4 separate regions of the Mus musculus genome follow, and all the other regions are linked to region 4. Evidence: chromatin contacts called from public Hi-C and HiChIP or PLAC-seq data. All regions are on one chromosome and are shown on one strand. Each heading gives the region's core, a stretch centred on a gene start, on an enhancer-like site or on the middle of the called end of the contact. The rest is flanking DNA. Distances are from core to core; before and after follow the strand shown.

Region 1 (3,714 bases), core at 957-3,456, 160 kb after region 4:
AGGCCTTCTCAGAATTGTTGTGGTTCTCTCTAGGCTACAGGGAGAAGTCCACCCATCAGGGCAGCTCCTGGAACTAGGGACACTATTCTCACCATCATGGACATTAGCTAAAGATAACCTTCTTCCTATTAGCAATCTATTGCCTCCCTGTGACCCGGGGTGAGACCACTCTAGGGTTTCCCAGCTGCCTGGCCCAGGAGGTCTTAGTATCTGTGTGCATTTACAGACACCAGACATTCACTTGGCCTCGAGATTGAGAGTTTCCTGAGAAGTCAGCGCAGAAGCCTGCCAGTTCCTGCTGCCTACCTTAACTACGGCTAGGACGGTCCCCCAGTGATGGGCTCTTCCTCACATGCAGAGACCCACAGGATGTATTTCTGGACCCTCACATACTTCAGGGAAAGGGGCTGTTTTTCCGATGTTGGAGAACAGCAGGGACGGGAGGGCCCTCGGGGCAAGTGACAAGTGATTTGGGGAGGGTAGAAGTCAGGGAGGTCACTTTGATTTCCTCAATTTGATCCTTAATGATGGCTGGTGTCTCCTTCAGGAGAAGGGTACAAAGCCACTCCTCCTCCATTCCTGGATGTTTCAGATGCTATGGCTTCTGGTAGTATTGGGCACAGCAAGGACGTGGTCCCACCTGTGGTTAGGACACAAAACCACTTGTATCTATCCTCTCCCAGTGAATGGGGAGCCTGGAAGGAGGTAGATTCATGAAACCACCAAGTCAAGCAATGTACTTGCCCAAAGAAGCGGACTAGCCCTTTGCTCCCTCCGACCAAGCGACCAAGCGTCAACTGAGAGAAAAGACCCTTCCCATGGAAGACTTTATGCTAGTGACACTCAGAAGGTGGTCTTTGTGCTGACTCATGGGGTAGCTGCATTTCGCATCCTGGTTTTTCTAAGAACTGGTTAGTGAGACTTGGTCCTTGCATTCGGTGTGTGCCTGTGCATGATACACAGTAGCACAGGTAGTTAGAGACTAGTGGCTGGATTGCTAGCAGTGATGATGTTTTCAGAGCAGCGCTTCTTCCTATTAGCTGGGATATCATAAGGAGTCCTCTTCCCTAGGGAAGGGAGAGTATATCAAAAAGAAGATTGTGGAAAGAAAACTGAAGGTCTGACCCAGCGCCCAGAGCTGTGTACAGAGCCCAGGCTCCAAGTCCTGAACTGGATGTGGTACGGGGAAGCAGCCAGTGGTGTCCACATACACGGTGCGATAAAGACATGCAGGCAAAATCATGGAGGCGCATGCCTGTTCTGGAGCAGTAGATTCTATAAATACGAAGCATAAGTGGAAGAAAGGGTTCCCTCTGTGCCTCGCCCCAGCAAGTAGTCTGACCTTCTTCCCTCCTCTCCTAGCTCAGCGTCCCTGGGAGAGTTCAAAGACAGTGCCTCAGTGAGGAAAGAGTTTTGTTGTAAACAAGATCCAGAGCCAAGTTCATGAATTATATGTTTGTCACAGCTTTGTGAATTAACCTGGGGCACGGACAAACTGTGGTCTCCCACCTGGACCTCAGTGTGACCCTCCTCCACCCACTGACGGATGATTTCTTAGACTCTCCACCTCGTTCCTGCGCTTCTGTTCTTTCATTTCAAGGCAAGGTCTCAAGCTATAGCCCCGTTGGCTTCCATCTCCCTATGTAGCCCTATGTAGGGCTGGCCTCAGACCCCACCAATCCTGCCTCAGCCTCAGCCTCTCGGCTGCTGGCATTATGAGGGCGAACTACCACTCTGCTTCAGAACATTTCATCCCAAGTGTGTGTCACAGACAGGGGCTGGCAAGGCTCTCTCACCCAGGCCTAAGGCCTGGGTCCTCTGCAGACTGTCCCCTCCACACCAAAGGCAAGGCAGCGGCTGCTCACACCCTCCCTTCTTGGTACAGGGCCCCATGCCAGCCTCCACCACTGCATAGGCACCCTGCCAGGAAAGGGCACTCTCTCAACGAGGAAGTATTTTTCAGTGTTTTGTCTAGAATTGCTTAACCAGTCGGGTCTGAGGTACCGTGTCCATTCGGAGCCTTCTTCCTCTGCCCAGGCACTTCCTGTGCTTCCAGCAGCTTCCATTCAGGTACACGTGGATGTACACGTGAGACCTCTGTGACATGCTGGCTCTGTGCCCAGCAGGAAATACTTACATTGCCACCTCTGGAGCTGGCCCTTGGCCGACTGGCTCAGAGTAAACTGCCCCACGTTTCTTTCATTCGTTTGAAAGGCGAAATTAAACTGAGGAATGAGGTCTGACCCGAGAGCTTGCATGCAAATAGCTGACCTTTGTTTTGAATACACTTAATGAGACTGAAACCAGATTGTGTGGCCTCCAGCTGCCTGAGTCTCCACCTCCTCCCTGGCATTTGAAGGAGACTGAAAGAGGTGGCAAAAGGCTGAGGACTGTAGGAGGTGTGGATTCTGTTTCTTGTTTTTTTTTTTTTTTTTTTCATACACACTGGATCTATGAGGCCTAGCGTGTGGCCTCCAGAGGTAAACAGCTAGCTACATCCAAAGACATCCCTTTGACCTGATCCCAAGTTGCTCAGGTGCCTTGAGACACATCTTGGCACAGGGGTCCTGGCCTCCCCAAACCTCTGCGCTCCCTGGGAGAGGATGACTTCCCTGCCAGCACATGAGGCTATGTTGTTCTATGGAAATGTAGGGCTGGTGATGTAGGGGTCAAGCAAGGTGAGGTTCTGCTGAAGTAACAAACAGACTGCCACTCTCAAGGTATGAATCTGATACAGATTCGTGTCCCAGTCACAAAAGCCTGGTGCAGGGAGGGTGGCCCCTGGCAGGGAACAGCTTCACTCTCTTGAAGGTGTGACTTCCAAAGTTGCCAGGCGGCAAAGGAGACTATGGAGTCATGGGAGATATTTTGGGGTAAGAGCTAAGGAGATACCAAAATTGATAATGTTTGCCTTTCAACCAAAGACCTAAATTCAATCCTGCTGATCATGAACGCCATCCCGTGTAACCCCGTTGCTAGGGAGGCTGCCTAGAGTCTAACCTAGAAGTAAGCTTCAGCCTAGAGAGAGGCCCTGTCTCCATAAAGATAGATGGCGTTCCTGAAGACAAGGTGTGCAGTCATTCTCACACTCAACTACATGAATGTGTACATACATGCATTTTTTAATCTTAATTTTTTTATTATTTATGTGTATGTGCACAAGCACACACACCATGCTCACATTCGCTGTGGCACCCCTGTGGAGGTCGGAGGATAACTTTCTGGAGTCATTTCTCTCCTTCCACCAAGTGGGACCCAGGGATTGAATTCAGGTCATCAGGCTTGTCAGCGAGTGCCTTTACCCAATGAGCTAGCTTGCTAGTCCTAAAGAAGAACGTATTTTTATTTAGCCAAGTCTGGAAACCGTCTTTGTTGCCTACCCACTCTTTTTGTCTACCAGATCCAGATGAATCCACAACCAAGGCATGTGAGAGAGATCTTACTGGGCGCTTAAAATGAGTACGCAGGACACGGTGTGGCAGATGATACAGCATAGATTCTGCCCACTTAGAACCCAGCTGATGGAAGCAATACCCTGAGACTATGGCCGTTGGTGGGCAGAAATGGGGAAATAGGAGCCCAAGCTATGAGGTCCAGTGTACCCCCAAAATGCAGATTAACCTATAGAAGTGCCCTTGGAGGCTCAAGTCCTATTTGCTAGAAAGCTAGGCCATTGTTTTAATGGGGCAAGATGGCCGTCTCTGAGGCAGGGCA
Region 2 (4,061 bases), core at 987-3,486, 190 kb after region 4:
TATATTTCCTACTTAGCTTAGAAATCCTGAATTCCAGGGAAGGAGCCTCAGTTTAAATATAAGGGACAGGAGAACCAGGCTGCCCCTGAGACACACATAATCACCTAAATTCTTATTGTTCACAAGCCTTCCTTTTAGGGTTCCCCCAGTCTCTACTCTAGAAGTCTCTGGCCTGATACAAGTGCCTTCCCTACCATTTCCTCAACTGTGGGCTCAGTGCCTCAGTTTCCCTAACTGTCAGAGACAAATAACCACCTCCACCCTATGTCACAAGGTAGTTATGAGATTGGGTTAAAAGGCTATGTGTAGCACCCTTGGAGGGTGGTCCAAAGGAGAAACCTGCTGGTAAGTGCCCCAAACGGTGGCAGTGACAGCATCTGAGCTTTCCACCAGGCACAGTAACAGTAACTGCACTGCCTGGTCTGGAGAGGGTGGGGCTTTAAGAGCAGGCTCCATGGAACACAGGAGTTCTACTGTGTAGCAGGACAATCAGCTGTCAGAGGTGGGGGCATCTCCATCTGGAACTGATCGGTATTCCCAAAATTTAGACTGTCCTCAGATTTCCTGCCCTGGAACCACTCTTACCCTGGACCCAAGATCAGGGGCATTTCATTCCAGCTGGATGGTTGCTATTCCAGGCTCTCCAGAACTCGAAGCAGCCAGTGCTCTGCCAGGCAATGCCAGTATCTTTTCCTCTTGTCTCTGTAAACATGTCAAAAACTGCCTTCCGATCCTCCGTTCTCTGCCTGCCTCTCCTGCCGTGTTCTGGCCTCCCCTGATTTCAGCCTCCAGGAGTGAAGTTCTTCCTGCTGCTCTCCACGAGGAATTGGTGGAACGGAAAATGCAGGAAATTAATGTCCCAGCCTCGAGGCTCCACACAGCATTAGATGGAATTAGAGTAGAATAATGAGTTGATACACATACAATGCTGTTGTTCTTTGATTTTCCTTTCAAAATTCATGTAGTGAACACTCCTGCCATTCCACACCATCTTGGGCTGGGAGCCTTGCTAGCGTCCTGAATGAATTTACATACCAAATGGGTTTTAATTTTATATTTTTGCTTAAGGTCAGGACATTTATTTATTATCATTATTTATTACTGAAGCGCGAGTGGTTTTAATTATTTTAGTGTCCCTCCTACAAAGCAGGATCGCTGCTAGCTACAGAACATTTTCCGTTTCCGCTCACATAAATAATATAGTTTTTAATTTCATGAAGATTTAGTATTCATCTGCTTTGTAAATTAAAGTCATCGTTTACCACAACAGAGACGGAGTGTTTGGTAGGTCCCGGTGTATTTCCTCTGCCCATCACTTTTCCTGACTTTGGTTTGCTGGTGAGTGCCTAGACAAAAGCAGGCCAGTGTCACCTGGCACAGGGGATTCATTCAGATGTGCTGAAGTCATCCAACCTCATGAGCTCTTACATCATGGACTCGCCTCTGCTGTGGCTCCTCCTTCCTTTCCATTTCTCCTTCCCATCTCATCTCTGTTGGGAAGTCTGTCATATCAATAAGTTGTGAGTTCTTGGATCATGCCAAGATCATGCCCCAATCATATGGTGATTCCCTGAATGTCAGTCACCTTGCTTGCCTACGAGTGACTTTCCTGAGGTAGCTTCCTCCTCAGATGCACCACTGAGATGTCCGCATGCTTGATGCTGTTTGTTACCAGGACATTGTTTCATGCCACTGGGTTCATGTCTGCTGCCAGCATAGCCTTTGGAACATACAGGCTGTTTGTGGTTGCCATGGAGAAGCAGAGCTGATTGGTGTTTTAAACTGTGCTATGTGTATGATAGAATGCCCTCACCCACCAGCTGGGCAGCAGACCTGTGGGAGGGTAGCAGTATCACAGTCGGGGGCACTCCCTGGGCTCCGTGTACCCTCTGCTTGGACACACTCAAGAAGCTGTCCCTTAAGACTAACATCTGATTAAAAGCATATTATGTCTAAATGACACCAGCTTCATTCTGCAGAGGTTTTCTTGAGTAGTCTTCCAGTTACCAATGAGCCCCTGGGAGACTCTGTCTCCAAGCAGAAGGCCTGTTTCCTAGTAGCTGTGTCCCCAGGGAGAGGATGAGACATCCTTATCACCTGAACATCATCACACTCATGTCAGAGAGCAGCAGACAGAGTTACTGACAGCCTCCTGGGGATCTGTCAGGGGCCATACCAACTGTCCTTGAACACACCAAAGCTTACGTATAAACAGAAAACAGGCCTCCTCACACTGAGTCATCGTTCTGCATCACGGAGAGGAGGAGATGTGTTAGTGGGTGTGCTCAGGGAAGCTCACTGTTGTCAGGCATCTCCTTCTGAATGAAGGGGGCAAAAGCAGTCCCAGAGGCAGAGCATTTTCCGTACACAACAGCAAGACCTGTCCCAGAGTCCAGCTTCCCAGAACAGTGTAAAGAAAGAATTGCAGGTACATACTTTAGTCCTTTTGCAGATTTCCTGCCTCCTTACCTCGGTGCTGACATAGAGGCACTTGTGGACTGAGTCAGCCGACTAGGAGCCTGGGGACGTAGAAAGTCTCTACACTGTGTTTAGAAGCCAGCAGAACTATGGGCAAATGAGTCTCTTCCCACTGAAACAGGAAGTGAAGTAGCATTGAGAGTTGGCTAGCTCACTCCACTGTTTAGAGATTCTACTTTGGGGAGATGGGGTCCTTGTGAAGTGCAGAAGCAGATTTAAAGTAGGCAAAAAAGAAAAAAAAAAAGATGCAATCAGACATCTGTAGGCCATTTCCCCTGTATATCAGATGGGGAAGTTGACGTCACTTAGCTGGGAAGAGACAGCGTCCCCTACTGCACTCTCAAAGGTACTATTTTTGCCACTCTGCCTAGCACCTCAAAGGCCCCCATTATACTGCAGTGGAGATAGACAAGCCACAACAAAGGTCAGAGAGTAAAATAAGGCTACCTATAGCCACGGTGACAGCTCCAGCAGACATCACAGCTATCCTAAAGGCGGCTGAGAAGGCAGAGACTCAGGGACAGACAGAGGAGCAGGACAGCATGATGGTTGTGGGAACAATCCACCAAGCAAGTGGGACTGGAGGTACTGCCCTCCGAGAAAGGATGAGACCATATAAATGAGTGAGGGGAAAAAGACCAGAGCTCAAAAGTCCTGGAGGAGATTTGGACCTAACCCAAAAAGGAGTCCCCATAGGGAAAGCAAGAGGTGAAGGGCTAGACCCCTGGAACTCCTCCAGGTTGGGTCTCAAACTCACCACGATCTATTACCCATTTCTAAAACAAGAATCTATGAGGTTCCATCTAGCCCTGACCTAAGATGGATGGGTGAGTAGATAGGTAGGTTCTTCTATAGACTTCCTTCCACACCCCTGCAATATGGCTCAGGGCTTTGTCCCCTCTCTGGAATAGTTCTTGCCTGGGTTCTAAGGTGCAGAATGAGGCTCTCGTCAGTGAGAGAAGAGGCTGGGCTGCTCCAAAGGACACGGATCTGGAAAGAGCATCAGTGGTAATGATTAGCACTGATTGTGCAAGAGGAGCTGTAAGTAAGAGCAGCCTCGTTGGTGGGTGGCATTTGTGAATCTTTGCTACTCGCCAGGTGTGAGTAAGTGCCTTGAACATATATGCATCACATCCTGTGGGCCAGATTATTATCATCACTATTTTAAGGTGAAAAACTGAGGGTTAAGGAATTTTTTTAAGCCCAGCTCATCTATAAGGTAAACACCCTTATAAGATTTTCGAACTCAGTTCTGACCTGTTCCAAGACAAAGTGCAAATGCGTACCGAAACTAAAAGTACAAATGAAAATGGCATTCACTGTATTATAAGAGCATGTTCACATGCTTACACATGCTTACACATGCTTACACATGCTTACACATGCTGTGCACGAGAACACATGCCCCTTCCTTGCTTGAACTCACATCCTGTGATGCTCAGTAGCTCTGCAGCCAAGCATGGCTATCTGAGAGCCATTATTAGCACAGAGTCACAGAAAACAACGCTCAATGCTCCTCACTGGTGTCACCGATTGTAACAGCATCTACAGCAGAGATGACTCTGGAGATCCATACGGAGCAC
Region 3 (3,806 bases), core at 294-2,793, 210 kb after region 4:
TACCTCACTCTCTTCAACTCTTCGCCCATTGGCAGATACTTAGTCTGATTCCATCCCTTAGCTCTTGTGCCTAGTGGTGTAATAAGCAGCAATGCGCAAGTATCTCTGATATCGGCTGGCTTAGATTCCTCCAGTGTATAGCCAAGAGTGATATAGCTGGATTGTGTGCAAACTGCATCCTAATTATCTGAGTAACTTCCATATGATTCCCACTATATTAGCACCAGCACTGTGGGAGGGTCCTCTGCTCACCCAGCCTCCCTGACATCTCTTGTTTCCTCTCATGATGCTAGCCATTCTGACTGCGTTAAGACCAAAGCTCAGTATAGTTTTGTTCTGCATTTCCCCAGGTCATCTCCTATTCCATCCTTCCCATAAAAGGTTAGGAACTGGGTTCAGAGACATCTACCAATCCACCAAGGACACAGAGCACGTGAACTGTGGCTTTGAGGTTTCCACCGTATCACTGCCTCTGGTAGCTCACGGCAGGGCCTGCTCAGAGCTGGACAAGAGGCAAGGAGATCACCTGGAAACATCTGGTTTCCAAAGCTAAGGGGGAGCCTACATTATGTTCCTGCTGCCTGTGCCTGGGCTTTCTCTCTATTAGAGCAGAGGCCATATCTCAGGCTATTTGCCCATCCAGGTTTAAACTGTAAGTTGGAGAAATGGGAATATCCTGCAGACAGAGAAACAGCATCTACTTGTCAGAGATAATGGGAGCATCTCAGAGCTCTACTTCCAGCCTTTTGTCCCCTCCTCCCTGCTTGCGTTAATTACCTACCCATAATGCTAACCTTCAGAAAGAAATGAGGGTAAAGAATACAGCAAGTCCAAGTGTCTCGTTTCCTGCCTTTTCATGCTCCTCTAGACAGGTGTGGCACCTTTCACAGACCCCGAGGGAGTCCCTGCAGGTCTCTACACACTCCTATACCCCGGTGCTTGATAGTGTTTGGTCATCACCATGCTCATGTGTAATGCACTGAGCTCTGCCTGTGCCTGGCTGGCTTTTGCAGTGCAGAGGCTCAGTCGCAAGCCTTTGCTCACAGCTCCATGTTGAGGGGAGAAAGCAGGAAATGCATTCCGTACACGGCACGTTAGTGCTGGAGACAGGAGATATTATTTTCAGGGATATCGTGTTAATAGAAGGCTGTGTCTTGAAAAGCATTGCCTTTGAGTTCTATGACTCCTTTCAGATTCCGCAAAAGCACTTTAGGCAAATACTCAGACAGGCGGCTGCTTCCTCCAATAGTGGGTGGAAGGGTCCTAGACCTGGGGCTGCAGCCACAGCCACCAGGAATAAGAACTGGCTGTGGTTGCCGTCCAAGCCAGCCCACGGCCTGGATAATATCAGCAATACTAAAGGTTACAGCTTTTCCTGTGATGTATCGCTTCTTCAGAGAGTATTAAAGATGTTTTGAATCTATTTTTTAGGAATCTTGAAACCGCCAGTGGAACATTTTTGATGTTGTAGTAATGCTTCGAGCTGCAGCGTGGGAAGGCTGGCCCCCTGAGCTACCCTAGGGATCTGGAATGGAAGGCACTGCCTGCCCCTTGTAGTTTTAGCAGTTAGGAAGCAAACTAGGCAGAGCATATGCCAAGGTGTGGGAACAGATGAGATGTGCCAGGGAACTGCATTCTTTCTCTCTTTTGCCAGGGAGTGGGGGAAGTCATACTTGGTGTGTCCAAGGATTGGGGGTGGGTGTGGGGCGTGGGCAGGATTTATTAGGAGGGAGAGTCAAAGGAAAAGTTGCATCCTCGTGGAAGGAATTCTCCAGCCCTGCTTAAGATTCTTTTTTTTTTTTTTTTTTTTTTTTTGGTTTTTCAAGACAGGGTTTCTCTGTAGCCTTGGCTGTCCTGGAACTCACTCTGTAGACCAGGCTGGCCTCAAACTCAGAAATCCGCCTGCCTCTGCCTCCCGAGTGCTGGGATTAAAGATGTGCGCCACCATGCCCGGCTCCTGCTTAAGATTCTTATTGTGCATCTCTCCCCTCAACCCTCCCCTCACCTGGACCCTTCTTACCCAGAGTACAGATTCAAATAAAAATCCAACCAAAGGCAATATAATTGTGCCAGTTGTCAGAGATGGTATGATGGTTAATTGTATATGTCAACTTGATGGGCCTCCCAGATATTTGGCCCAACATCATTCTGCGGATGTCTGCGGCAGTGTCTGGGGAGGAGATTAACGTTGAATCTGTAATCAGTAATCAGAGGAAAGCAGGTAGCTGGTCCCAGTGTTCCCTCAGACCAGACATACGAGGGCTAAGTGGAACACTAAGCTGGCCCCACCTTGACTAAGGGGAGCTCCTACAAAGCTCTTAAACTGGGACTCTGGGTAGGTGTGTGTGTGTGTGTGTGTGTGTGTGTGTGTGTGTGTGTGCCTTCAACTGAGTGGAAACACCAGCTCCTCTTGGGTTTCCAGGCTGCTAGCTTTCAGAGTGGAGTTTACACCTGAAGCTCTCCTGGGTCTCAGGGCCTTCGACTTAGACAAGAATCCTGCAGTCTTGCCAGTCCCCAATTTCTTTATAATATGTCAGACACATATAGATGACAATGATTGTGGCAGGGACTGAAAGACTGAAGCCTTTCCTGAGCCCATGGTCTGGCCTTGGGAAAGGAGTGAGTCACCAAATCCCAGAGGAATTCGTGAGGCTGCTCTCTTCAGAGAGAGCTTCAGCTTCTTCTCTCTGCTGAGAGACATGGAAGCCTGGGTGGGTGTGAATAGAGTTGAGGGTACTTGTTAGGATGTCGTCTTCATGGGCAAGTACTGCTCCTTCCAGGAGGCCAGTACTGTGCACACCGCTGCTGTCTCTCCTCTGATGCAGTCAGATCCGAGCCCAGCAGCCGCAGGCTCCTCAGCCAGGAAGAGACAGCACATCTGTTGTTAGGAGAGGGGTGTTCTAACATTAGTCCCTGTTAGGTAAGATTGACGACCGCCCTTCTCATCCCTCCCTGATAGAAGACAAAGGGAAATATGACTGAAGCTGAGTTACTAATGGGTGTATGTGCACATTTATGTGTGTAAACGTGTATGCGCGCATGCCATAGTGCATGTGCCAAGGTCAGAGACAAGCTCAAACACCAGCCATCACCTACCTTGAGATGGGGTCTGGTTGTTGTTTTTCCGCAGCATACACCAGGCTATCTGGCCTTCACGATTACTCCTGCCCATCTTCCTTCAAGAACGCTAGAATTACAGACCCTCAAGCTGTAACATCCTGTTGATTTTTGTATGGTCGCTGGGGACTCACACTCAGGTCCTCATGTTTGCACAGCAGTGCTTTTACCCACTGAGCTACTGTTCCACGCCTGAATGATAAGGTTTTAAATAGTAAATCCTGGCAGTTTACAGGAGAAAGCTCAGAATTTAACTTGCTCACTCTACCGGGGTTGGGAGGGGTGGGCATCTGCAGGGTTAAGCTGAGAGCTTCCTTCCTTTGCAGTGCTAGAGGCCTAGGCCACTGGGGCTACTGTAAGGGTGCTGGGTGTTTCCCAGAGGAGCCTGGGACCTCAGAATAACTGAATGGGAAAAATGAAAAGACCAAGAAAACCAGATGCAAGGTCAACTCACACGGTCTTAGCTGTGGCTTCTTTCCAGTCTAAGACCCAGAGTAAAACACTGATGCTGATTGTAGATCAGGTCCCAGTGGAACTGAAGCAAATAGAGGCCTTTAGTGGCAGAAGAGATTAAGATCTAGAAGGAGGAACTGGCCGTCATGATGAGGAACATGAGAAAAGTCTCCACTCATAGAAAAATCAATGTCTGCTGTCGGGGCTCTGTACTGACAGCTTGATTAGAAAGAAAG
Region 4 (3,945 bases), core at 987-3,486:
TCTGGGATTCTAATCCATTCAGCTCATCTCTTCCCCCCTGACATTTTGACCCTATTGCTATAAAAAAAAAAAAAAAAAAAAAAAAAAAAAAAAAAAAAAAAAAAAAGCCTTCCTCTGGGATGGGATTCCAGTCTGCTTCTCTTCTCCAACAATGCTTAGCAAGTCAACTGAGAGAATTTTTCTATCCTCACGTAAAGGAAGCCAAGAAAGGATTCCTGGAGTTCACTGCCCCTTCATTCACTTGAGGATCATTCAAAACAATTGGTCAGAAGCTATACATAGCCAAATTGCCAGGTTTTAACCTATTCAAACCTTGGCCATGTCCTATATTGCCTACAACGATCGTACAGGAAGCTGTTCAGAATGTAGCTAGCTGGTGGACTCCTTGTTCACCGCTGGTGAGCACACACAGATCCTCACAGAGGATGGCTTCCCATGGAGCTGGCGTGCCTGTAGCTTCGTTTTGCTTCTCTTTGCATCGAATTGCCTGAGATATTGCTTAGGTGTCTATTTTAAACCCCAATCCATCCCTGCCTCGCTTCCCTGCTCTCTATTCTCTTCTGGTACCTCGTTCACCATCTTGCCAACTTAGTATTCAAACCACACCTATATTTCACCTTCAGGTGTAGTTTGAGGACCTCTGGGGGCTGTTTTCCCCCAAACTGCCACCCTATCTCCCTCTGAGGAGCCTCTGTCACTGCCTTAATGTCACTGCCCTGGCTGTCCTGTCTTGGGGGTAGATTCCTTTGGGATGCAAACACTGTGCGTCCCTAACCCACCTTTCAAGCTTTTGAACACTAAAACTTCATCTGATTCTCCCCCCCCCCCAAATGCAGTTACTCTAACACCAACGGCCCATCTCCCCGCTGTCTTCTTCCCTCTTCACTGACAGTTCTCCTGCTACCCTCAGCAGATTATTATTATTTATTATTTATCAGCCATGACACTGTACTGTGCTTCCTACAAGATATTAAAGGATACACAACCCCTGCACTGAGTTTACAGCCAAAACAGCAGAGCTGTGGGTCTGACAATCACAGGAGGCCCCTGAGAGAAAAAAGTTCTCCCTCCTCCCTGGCAAAGACATGAGTGGAGCCTAGTAAAGCCTTCCCAGGACAGCCAGCCCAGATCAGCCTTAAAAAACAGCTATGTCCCTCCCCTATTACCCACCCACCCCCGCCCCCAGTTTGAAATAGGCCTCAGTATTTGTGTGGATGGGGTGGGGGAGGTATGGGTGAAGAGAAATGAAGAAGGAACCCACCGACTATAAACTTCAGACTTTAACCTTCAGACTTGCCTGAAAGATGGAGGGGAACTGAGCCACAGGCTTTCCCTCTGAATCTCAAAACAGGTGAGGGGTTCTGTGGGTCTGGGAATAAGAAAACTGACCTGCAGAGTTAGCAACCCAAGGAAGACAGGCACAGAAAAGAAGTGTGCTGGAGAGATGAAAAAGCTCACACCCACACCGGTAGCCACAGGTCTCCAGCCAAAGTTTCCTCTTAGTGTTCCAGTTAGGGTCTGCGTAGACAGCATGAAGAGAGGAAGACTCGGTCAGTGTGGATCTTGGGAGGGTTGGCTGCAGCTGGAGTGTCAAAGCAGGCCTGTGTGATCTGAGCAACCCAGGGAGGTCTGTGAAAACAGGAAAGTTCGCATATGCTCAGAAGTCAGGGCAGATGCAAGAAGACAGGACTGGCATGGCTCGCGGTGGTCTTTCAGAGATATGGACGTTCCCTACTCCTTCTCCAGGCTGGAGTGTCATAGGGAGGGCGGAAGCTGAAAGACGATTGGACTTTTCTTTCTCAAACTTTTCCACCAGTTTCCTCAGGTGTTGAGAGCAGCAGGGAAGCTCCCTTCAGTCCGTTTCCTTGAAGCCCGGGCTCTCTCGGAACCCGGAGGCCATGGCCCAGCAGCCCGGCCATGCGTCGTGAGTCTACCGGCGCGGCCACGGAGCCGGGCGAGCCGGGTATCTTTGCAGGGGGCGGGGGTGGCGGACCAACCACGGACACACCCGCTGGCATTGAGCCTGGGGCCCGGCGCGCGGCTGCAGGGGATCCCTGGGGCCCCGGGAGCCAAGCGCTGAGCCGGGCCGGGGGCGCCCCGCCTCCCCCACCCTCCGCCCCCGCCTACTCGGGCGTCTGTGATTGGCTCCGCCCGTCCCTGGCTGCGCGCCGAAGCCCGCCTCCCTCGCAGCTAAAGCAGACGGTACCCGGAGAGGAGCGAGCCAGAAGGGAGCATGGTCCCCGCGCCGCGGCCGCGCCAATCCCCGCGCCGCCGCCGCCGTCGCCGCTGTCCCTGCCACCGCCGATCTAGCAGCAGCTCTAACCCCGGCTCCGGCTACCCAGCGCACGTCCGCAGCCCAGGTCATTGGCGAGCCTAAGCTCAGCCCCCTCCCGGAGCCCGAGCCCGGAGCCCGGCGCCCGGAGCCAGCCCCAGCCCCGCGGCCGCCGCGGCTGCGGGGAGAGGGCGGGGGCGATGCTGCCGGAGCCGCCGCCGCTGCCGCCGCCTCGATGAGAGCCGCGCCGCACCGCGCATAGCCGCGCAGGCTGACAGGCAGAAAGACTGACTTCCCTCTCCCGGGCATCCTCCCTGGGCTGCCGGGAGGCGGCGGCGGAGGAGGAGGAGGAGGGAAAAGGGGAGAAGGCGGAGAGCAGGAACGAGAGGAGGTGGACCTGGATCCGTTTCTCCGGGCCAGGACTCGAGCGGCCCCAGCTACCGCTACCCGCCGGCGCCGTCCCCTATCCATCAACCCTCCTGCACCCATCCGCGACCCTGGGCTCTCTGCGCGTCGGGCCGGGGCTGGAGCGGCGCGGCCGCAGGTAAGAGCCGGATCAGGTTGGGGCTCTTGGGATGCCTAACGGGGCAGAGGGGAGGGAGTAAGGGTTCCCAGGGTCCTGGTAGCTTCTGGGCCAGGCAGGACTTGGGAGTGTGGCCCAGAGCCTGGAACGCTGGGCTCGGCTCTGGCAGTGGCGGCGGCTGGAGCTGGAGCCTCCCGCGTCTGAGCTCGCAAGCCTGCAGAAGCCCTTGCGCCTGCGCTGCTCCGGGGATGGAAAAAAGGGGGAAAAAAACTTCCTGCCCCCGGGTGTGTTATGCAGGGAATGCCTAGGGGAACTATCGCAGTGGTCGAAGGTGCTAGAAGCAAATACGACACCAGAGTCGGGTAGCGCTGGGCCGGGCCAAGCCGTGTGCGCCCCTCTCCTGGCCACCTCCCCCTGCGCGGCCCAGGGCCCCAGCAGTGCCGGGGGACCCAGAAAGCACTGGAAAGCTGGTCCCCAGGGCGGCCGTGTGCCCTGCGGGTTGGGGAGATGCGCGCCTGTGTGCCAAGGGAAGCTAGATGACGGGTTCTGCCACTCGCGTTCTTAGACCCAGCATTTGGGGACCGGGTTTCTTCACTGGATCCCAAGTAACTTTCGAGGTGGAAGAGCTTGAATATCATCTGAATGGAACCCACACAGACCGTGTTGTGACCTCCCCTACATTCCCTTGACACCTTGTGGTTTCCAGCGGGGGTTGGAGGTGGGAGGACAGCTTCAGGGATGCGAAGGGCGGGGAGGTGGTGGCGAGTGGAGAGGGGTTGTTTATGTGTGGGATAGTAGACCGGAGACACGTAGGTGGGAGTGTGGCCGCGCGCCCAGACTGCCACGGGCCATGCGGGCTGACCGCGGGCTCACGTCCGGGTCTTCGTGGCCTGGAGGCAGGAGGGTTATCTGTGGTCGCGCGCTGGTGCCCTCGCTGGGCAGTGTCGGCCCCAGGCCCTAGGGGAGAGAGGCGTGCTCGCTCCAGCCCAGATCTCGGAACCCGCAGCCCAGTTTCGTTCCGAGGCTGCTCCCGGGGCAGGTTCGGTGTGCGTCGCCTGGGGAAGGTGGAGACGCACTGCCTGCCTGCGGCTGTTCTCCCAGGAGCCGGCGACTGCAAAGCGCGAGTCTTGGATGCCTGGGTCCGCCTGCT

What was found. Hi-C and Micro-C count contacts between places; a contact is called where the count stands out from the background. HiChIP or PLAC-seq counts read pairs in DNA pulled down with a chosen protein or histone mark.
Region 1: a contact with region 4 is called in a Hi-C map of uterus, with 2.6 times the contacts expected there. The contact joins the enhancer-like site here to the promoter of Klhl29 in region 4. A contact is called at or near these places in 1 of 39 promoter capture datasets (hippocampal neurons), 8 of 484 Hi-C or Micro-C datasets (the HL-1 cell line, the N1E-115 cell line, embryonic stem cells and 5 more), 7 of 115 datasets of contacts at active chromatin or transcription factors (craniofacial prominence, embryonic forebrain, embryonic limb bud and 4 more) and 2 of 9 other capture datasets (embryonic stem cells and liver).
Region 2: a contact with region 4 is called in an H3K4me3 HiChIP or PLAC-seq map of forebrain, with 3 times the contacts expected there. The contact joins the enhancer-like site here to the promoter of Klhl29 in region 4. A contact is called at or near these places in 1 of 39 promoter capture datasets (hippocampal neurons), 1 of 15 datasets of contacts at CTCF or cohesin (the NIH/3T3 cell line), 9 of 484 Hi-C or Micro-C datasets (the HL-1 cell line, the N1E-115 cell line, embryonic fibroblasts and 5 more), 17 of 115 datasets of contacts at active chromatin or transcription factors (the NIH/3T3 cell line, craniofacial prominence, embryonic fibroblasts and 9 more) and 3 of 9 other capture datasets (adipose tissue, embryonic stem cells and liver).
Region 3: a contact with region 4 is called in a Hi-C map of cerebral cortex, with 2.6 times the contacts expected there. The contact joins the enhancer-like site here to the promoter of Klhl29 in region 4. A contact is called at or near these places in 2 of 39 promoter capture datasets (hippocampal neurons and trophoblast stem cells), 1 of 15 datasets of contacts at CTCF or cohesin (the NIH/3T3 cell line), 12 of 484 Hi-C or Micro-C datasets (adipose-derived mesenchymal stem cells, cerebellar granule neurons, cerebral cortex and 8 more), 18 of 115 datasets of contacts at active chromatin or transcription factors (the NIH/3T3 cell line, VIP interneurons, craniofacial prominence and 11 more) and 3 of 9 other capture datasets (adipose tissue, embryonic stem cells and liver).

What each region holds. Positions count from the first base shown.
Region 1 is chr12:5,212,168-5,215,881 of GRCm38.p6, reverse strand. All of the region lies in intron 2 of Klhl29 (kelch-like 29), which reads left to right. Among named protein-coding and RNA genes, the nearest start is that of Gm51980, 68 kb to the left of the region's middle. Within about 2 kb of position 2,206, at least 116 of the 459 cell types and tissues checked have an H3K27ac peak or open chromatin away from gene starts, as enhancers often do. A contact at or near this core is called in the N1E-115 cell line, liver, muscle stem cells and 3 more, where this site is marked.
Region 2 is chr12:5,180,511-5,184,571 of GRCm38.p6, reverse strand. All of the region lies in intron 3 of Klhl29 (kelch-like 29), which reads left to right. Among named protein-coding and RNA genes, the nearest start is that of Gm51980, 100 kb to the left of the region's middle. Within about 2 kb of position 2,236, at least 39 of the 459 cell types and tissues checked have an H3K27ac peak or open chromatin away from gene starts, as enhancers often do. A contact at or near this core is called in the N1E-115 cell line and forebrain, where this site is marked.
Region 3 is chr12:5,160,643-5,164,448 of GRCm38.p6, reverse strand. All of the region lies in intron 3 of Klhl29 (kelch-like 29), which reads left to right. Among named protein-coding and RNA genes, the nearest start is that of Gm51980, 120 kb to the left of the region's middle. Within about 2 kb of position 1,543, at least 16 of the 459 cell types and tissues checked have an H3K27ac peak or open chromatin away from gene starts, as enhancers often do. A contact at or near this core is called in adipose tissue, cerebral cortex and hippocampal neurons, where this site is marked.
Region 4 is chr12:5,373,973-5,377,917 of GRCm38.p6, reverse strand. It overlaps Klhl29 (kelch-like 29), which reads left to right and starts at 2,236. Exons shown (of 14, transcript NM_001164493.1): 1 at 2,236-2,816. It overlaps 2810032G03Rik (RIKEN cDNA 2810032G03 gene), which reads right to left and starts at 2,198. Exons shown (of 2, transcript NR_015579.2): 1 at 1,390-2,198.